Linked DNA regions of Sus scrofa: region 2 is linked to region 1. A link is a contact called in public promoter capture Hi-C data. All regions are on one chromosome and are shown on one strand. The core of a region is the stretch at or near the end of the contact, and the rest is flanking DNA. Distances in the headings are between cores, read along the strand shown.

Region 1 (2,936 bases), core at 46-2,545:
ATTAGGAACCATAAGGTTGCAGGTTCGATTCCTGGCTTTGCTCAGGGGGTTAAGGATCCGGTGTTGCCGTGAGCTGTGGTGTAGGCTGCAGATGCGTTCAGCTCTGACATTGCTGCGGCTGTGGTGTAGGCTGGCAGCTGTAGCTCTGATTCGACCCCTAGCCTGGGAACCTCCATATGCTGCCAGTGCGGCTCTAAACACACACACACACACACACACACACAACACAACTAGTATCCGTGAGGATGCAGGTTCCATCCCTGGCCTCGCTCAGTGGGTTAAGGATCTGGCATTGCTGGGAACTGTGGTGTAGGTCACAGAGGGCCCCTGGATCCTCCATCACTGTGGTGTAGGCTGGCAGCTCCAGCTCTGAATCCACCCCTAGCCTAGGAACTTCCCTATGCCACAAGTGCGGCCCTAAAAAGCAAAACAAGTGGTTAAATGCCAAAATATACTTTAAACCCAGGCTCTGCCGTTTCTGAGCTGTGTGACCTTGGGCAAGTCATTCAACCTCTCTGGACCTCAGTTTTAACCTCTGCTTAATGCGACTAGACTTGAATTAGTGTTTCCTCCGCTCTGAGACACTCGGTCTCCGGACAAATTAGGTCCCAACATCTTGGCCGCTAGACAAGGGGTAAGGAACGTCTTCCGGGAAGATTTAAGGAGTAATGCGTGGTGAAGAGTAGGGAGAAAGAGGATCAGAACGACGCTTGCGCAGTAAACACCTCACGCTCTCCTGCCCCTCCCAACCCCTTCTCTGCAGCAGGGAATTGCAGGCGCTGCTCCACCTATCCCAGCCCAGCTGAGCGACAACCCCCGTTCTCCTTCGTTCTCTACGGATCGTGGCTCTCCTCCCGCCCCCATAACAGCCCAATCGGGGGGGGAGTAGGACAGGTCGGGCAAATCCCCAACGCCTGCGGGGGCGATCTGCCCATCTATTGGCCTCAGTCACCACAAGTCCCGCCTCCTCAAGCCCGCTCCCCCCGCCCTCCCTCACGTCAATCCCTCCCTTCTAGGAGAGCGACCGGATCCAATCAGTATTGGCCCCGGCCGCGCGGAGGGGGCGGTCCAACTGTACGTAACCTAACTCCGCCCGTCTCTCGAGCAACGCCCCGACCCCGCTCTCCCGAACGGAAATACGGGGGTGCTGGACCAATCGTAACGGCGTACCTTTGTCCTGCCACCAATGAGAGAGGGAGTGGGGATGAACCCGCGCCTGAACGGCAGTAATTCGAGCCAATGGGCAGCTGAGAGCTCAGGATGGCGGCTGGGAGGGGAGGGACCGGGGGCGGAGACGCGGCCTGCCTGCCCGCCCGCCCGCCCGCCAGCCCGCCCTCCCCCTTGGCCGGCTAGGCTCCTCGGCGCTGCTTGGGGTCCTTTCCTTCAGGTCCCCGCCTGCCAGCCCCCGCTGCGCTGTGCCCTGCCCGGCCAGGCCTGGAGCCGACACCACCGCCATCATGCCGGCCGTGTCCAAGGGCGATGGGATGCGGGGGCTCGCGGTGTTCATCTCCGACATCCGGAACTGTGAGAGCGCGGCCGGGGGACCCTGGGCGGGGGAAGCGTGGAATTGAGGGGCTCGGGGGTTACAGAAGGGCCTAGGGGATAGAAGTCCATTGGGGTCGTAGAGTGAGAGGATAGAGAGGCCGCGGGGGGAACTTTAGGGTGGGGGTAATGGAGGGTCTTAGAGTGTCTTACTGTGCCTCTTCAGGTGACGACACGGAGTGGCTAGAGGCGTCCGGGAGGGTCTTAATGAAAAGGACGCTAGTAAAGTCCCGGAGATGGGGCGTAGAGGCGTCCCCTGGGGATGAAAGAAAGCTAGGAGATCGCATTAGCCATGGGGTCAGAGAAATCCCTGATGTAGACAGAAAAGAAAGGAGGTGCATGGCTGGGTGGTTGGGGGTACCCTGTGGAGCGATAGAGTGGGAGGGGGCCAGTGGGAACGGGGAGACCTGAAACACAGGAAGCCAGGCTTGAGAGCTTGGGTGAGGGGGTGTCATAGAGGGGAAGGGGCTAGATAGGTCACCGAGGTGCCCAGCTCGTTTATAGTTTATAGAGAGGACTTTAGAGTGATAGAAAGTCCCAGGGGTTTGGGGAGGAGGGATGGGAAGGTGGGGGACTATAGCGGGACCCTGGTGAGGGATAGAGGGGCTCCAGGATGGAAGATTTCTTAGGAAACACGGAGGTCAATGGAGAAGGAACAAGAGGGGTTACTTCGAGGCGCTTCCTGCAGGTGGAGTCTTTGGAGAGCCTGAGACAGGGGCCTGGGGGGCTTGGAAAGGAGAGGATATTACAATGTGGGGGCTTAGAGGATGTGCCAGAAGCAGGAGAACCCCTATTTCAAAGAAGGGGTTAGGGGCCTTAGGAATTTGTGAGGAAGAGATCTGGGAAGTGGGGGATGGAGGAAGCCTGGTCCCAGAGCAGGGTCATGGGTCAGGGAGCAGGACAGGCCTGAATCTGGAGCCCTCTCCCATCTGACCACATCAATACGGGGACAGTGATCACCAGCAGGAAGGATGGTCGTGACTATGGGAGGCCTGGTGCCAAGTCAGCGCCCAGCTCCTGGGAGCGGGTGTTGGCGTTTAGAGCTGCCAAGAGCTTCAGAGGCTGTATCCGCACGGGCTCTGGGGTCAGCCAGGCTTGAGTTGGTGTCGGAGCGCTGACGCTTCCTAGCCCTGTGACCTTGAATTGAGGGACTCTGTTTCCTCCTCTGTCAGGAGGGACTGCTGATGGCACCTTCCTGATGAGGCTGTTGTGACGCCATATGTGAGTGAGGCCTTTTCACACATCCCAGGCTCTAGATAGATCTTGGCTTTTCTTCTGGTTATTTGGCTGGATCTGAGGAGTGGCCTCTGCTGGGTGTCCAGTGATGATTTGAGAGTTTAGTAGGTATGGAAGGATCTGGCACATAGTAGGTGCTCAGTAAACAGGAGGTGTGG
Region 2 (2,722 bases), core at 92-2,591, 79 kb after region 1:
CTAGGGGTCTCATCGAAGCTGTAGCCACAGCAACTCAGGATCCGAGCCGCGTCTGCGATCACAGCTCACGGCATCGCCGGATCCTTAACCCCCCGAGCGAGGCCAGGGATCAAACCCCCATTCCTCATGGATGCTAGTCGGGTTCGCTGACCGCTGAGCCATAAGGGGAACTCCCCTAATATTTTCTTTCTTTTTTTTTTTTTTTTTGTCTTTTTGTCTTTTTTGTTGTTGTTGTTGCTATTTCTTGGGCCGCTTCCGCGGCATATGGAGGTTCCCAGGCTAGGGGTTGAATTGGAGCTGTAGCCACCGGCCTACGCCAGAGCCACAGCAACGCGGGATCCGAGCCGCGTCTGCAACCTACACCACAGCTCACGGCAACGCCGGATTCTTAACCCACTGAGCAAGGGCAGGGACCAAACCCGCAACCTCATGGTTCCTAGTCGGATTCGTTAACCACTGCGCCACGACGGGAACTCCCTATTTTCTTAATTCATTTGTTCCTCATAACCGTTTGGGGTTAACTATTACCCACGTTTAAGAAACAGGGAAATTGAAACAAATCTTACACAACTTCTAGTAAGTGAATACGCAGTCGTTAAATTCTTGAGTGAATGAGAGAATCAATGAATGAATGGTTAGTTATTACCCACATTTAAGAAACAGGGAAATTGAAACAAGAAATCTTACACAACTTCTAGTAAGTGAATACACAGTCGTTTAATTCTTGAGTGAATGAGCGAATCAATGAATGGCCCTGAAAGGCGGGTGGCAAGAAGCCGGAGGAGGTGCGGAGGGAGGCGTGTGGAGCCTAAGGCGCGGGGGCCAGTTGGCACGCAGATATCACTGGCAGTGTCTCCCAGGGACCTCTGGCTCCGCCCATACCGCGCGGGGATCGCTGGGAGTTGTGGTCCCTGGCCCACCTAGCCACGTCACAGCCTTCAAGTCCTCGCCTTAGGCCTGGTACGATCCGTATCCCCAAACTTCTACGTAGGTTCCGTTGCCCCCAGGTCTGTTACTCCTTCCTCCCCCTTTTCCTGATGTGTCTTGATATAGTCTCCCGGCTCCGAGGGTCTGGGACTCAGGGTACGGTCTCCCGGTATGTCACCCCCCATCCCGATCTTGGTATCGTCCTCTACGTTCCTCTCGCCCCCCCCGTGACGCTTCGGCATGGTCTTTCCTGCCACGCCCCCGCCGAAGTTGTTTCTTTCACGTCCTCTGGGTCCCTCCCCTTCGGCCCATAGTATCTTCCAATTGTCGAATTCCCCGCCCCCCACACCCTCTCCTTTTCCCGGGGCTCCCCTAGCTCTATTTTGGTACACGCCGGCCACGCCCCCTCGCAGACGCTCTTGGTAGGCGCCGCGCTCCCCCGCTCACCACAGTGGTTTGGCCGCAGCAACCCCTCTCCAGCGGCGCGTCCTCCGCGTTTGGTACAGCCCAGCCCGTCTCCCCCGAAGCCGCGCGCCCTCGCCCCTCAGTCGGTGGAACCCGCAGCCCCCCGTGCGGCCCGTGGCAGCCCCCAGCCCGCTCGGCCCACGCCCGCCATGGTCCGTCCGCGCCGCGCCCCGCACCGCTCCGGCGCTGGGGGCCCCCTCGGGGGTCGCGGCCGACCCCTGCCGCTCCTCACGGTGCGCGCCGCCCGCTCGCGCTCCTGGCCCGCCAGTCCCCGGGGTCCGCAGCCGCCGCGGATCCGGGCTCGCTCGGCCCCTCCCATGGTGAGCCCCCCGCCCTTTTTCCAGAGCTTTCCACGGCCCCGCCCCCGCAGGCCCCTCTCCCCGGCAGGCGTCTTTGTCCGCGACCCACTTCTCTTAGGGGTCTTTCGGGTGGCCCGAAGGCTGGTCCCGCCTGGGGCCGGCTTCCCCCGTGAAACCCCTCAGGTGGTACGCGCCGGTCTCTCCCCTTTGTTTCGCCTTCGGGCCGGGGTGGCGGGGGTGGGGTACGGGGGCGGGGAGCGCTCAGATTACTGCTGACTCCGCGGCCTGATTTAAACGCGGGGTGGGGGGCGGGCAGCGTGCGCGCTTGTTTTTCCAATGGGAAAGTTGTTCGCTCTCCCGGCAGGAAATCTGGAAATGGGGGAGGGGGTTGGGGGACGGCGGCGAGTGGGGGCTTCGCGTCTTGCACTCGCGCGCGCCCAGGTGTTGCCCTCGGGGGCGTTCTCCTCGGGCCCACGCGCCCCTCCACGGCGCCCGTGGCGTGTGCGCCCAGGATTTATTTGCACGCTCGCGCAGATGTGGGATGCCCCTACCGATCGCTGCAAGTCTAGCTTTGCAGGCTTCGACATCTAGCTTCGCAGGTACCCTAAGTTACAGATGCTTCGCCAGCCATGAAACATGCATACACTTCTCAGAAAGCTCTATAAGGTTTTCTGGAGCGGTAAAGCCACATCTCAATGCTTCACGGACTGCCGAACCGTGACACTCTCGCGGGGATGCGCGTTCTATCCTGGCGCTCAAGCTGTCTTAAAACATTCTGCCCCGGCGTTGTGCTTGGCGGGGAGCTGTGGCAGGTCTGCATGAGCCTTAAAAATGTGTCATGGACTTTTATACGTAGCCATCCGGACTCTGAACGTCTGTCTAAATTTAAAAGTAATCCTTCCCTCCGCCGCCTTCCCCCTTTCTTAGCATTTGTGTCTACTGGTTCAGAAGCGCCTCCTGAGTCCTTAAACATGCACCCTGAGGCTTCTATCCTCCCTCCAAGTACTAAATGGGCTTCCTGTGCAGTAAAC

The links. Promoter capture Hi-C pulls out the DNA fragments that hold promoters and counts their contacts.
Region 2: a contact with region 1 is called in a promoter capture Hi-C map of fetal liver, with 2.5 times the contacts expected there. The contact joins the promoter of PTOV1 here to the promoter of AP2A1 in region 1. A contact is called at or near these places in 2 of 5 promoter capture datasets (fetal liver and liver), 5 of 47 Hi-C or Micro-C datasets (heart right ventricle, liver and skeletal muscle) and 1 of 2 datasets of contacts at active chromatin or transcription factors (alveolar macrophages).

The regions. Positions count from the first base shown.
Region 1 is chr6:54,785,242-54,788,177 of Sscrofa11.1, forward strand. AP2A1 (AP-2 complex subunit alpha-1) reads left to right here and starts at 1,296. Exons shown (of 23, transcript XM_021094760.1): 1 at 1,296-1,524. The coding sequence starts at 1,458.
Region 2 is chr6:54,864,251-54,866,972 of Sscrofa11.1, forward strand. PTOV1 (prostate tumor-overexpressed gene 1 protein) reads left to right here and starts at 1,342. Exons shown (of 12, transcript XM_003127351.5): 1 at 1,342-1,712. The coding sequence starts at 1,542.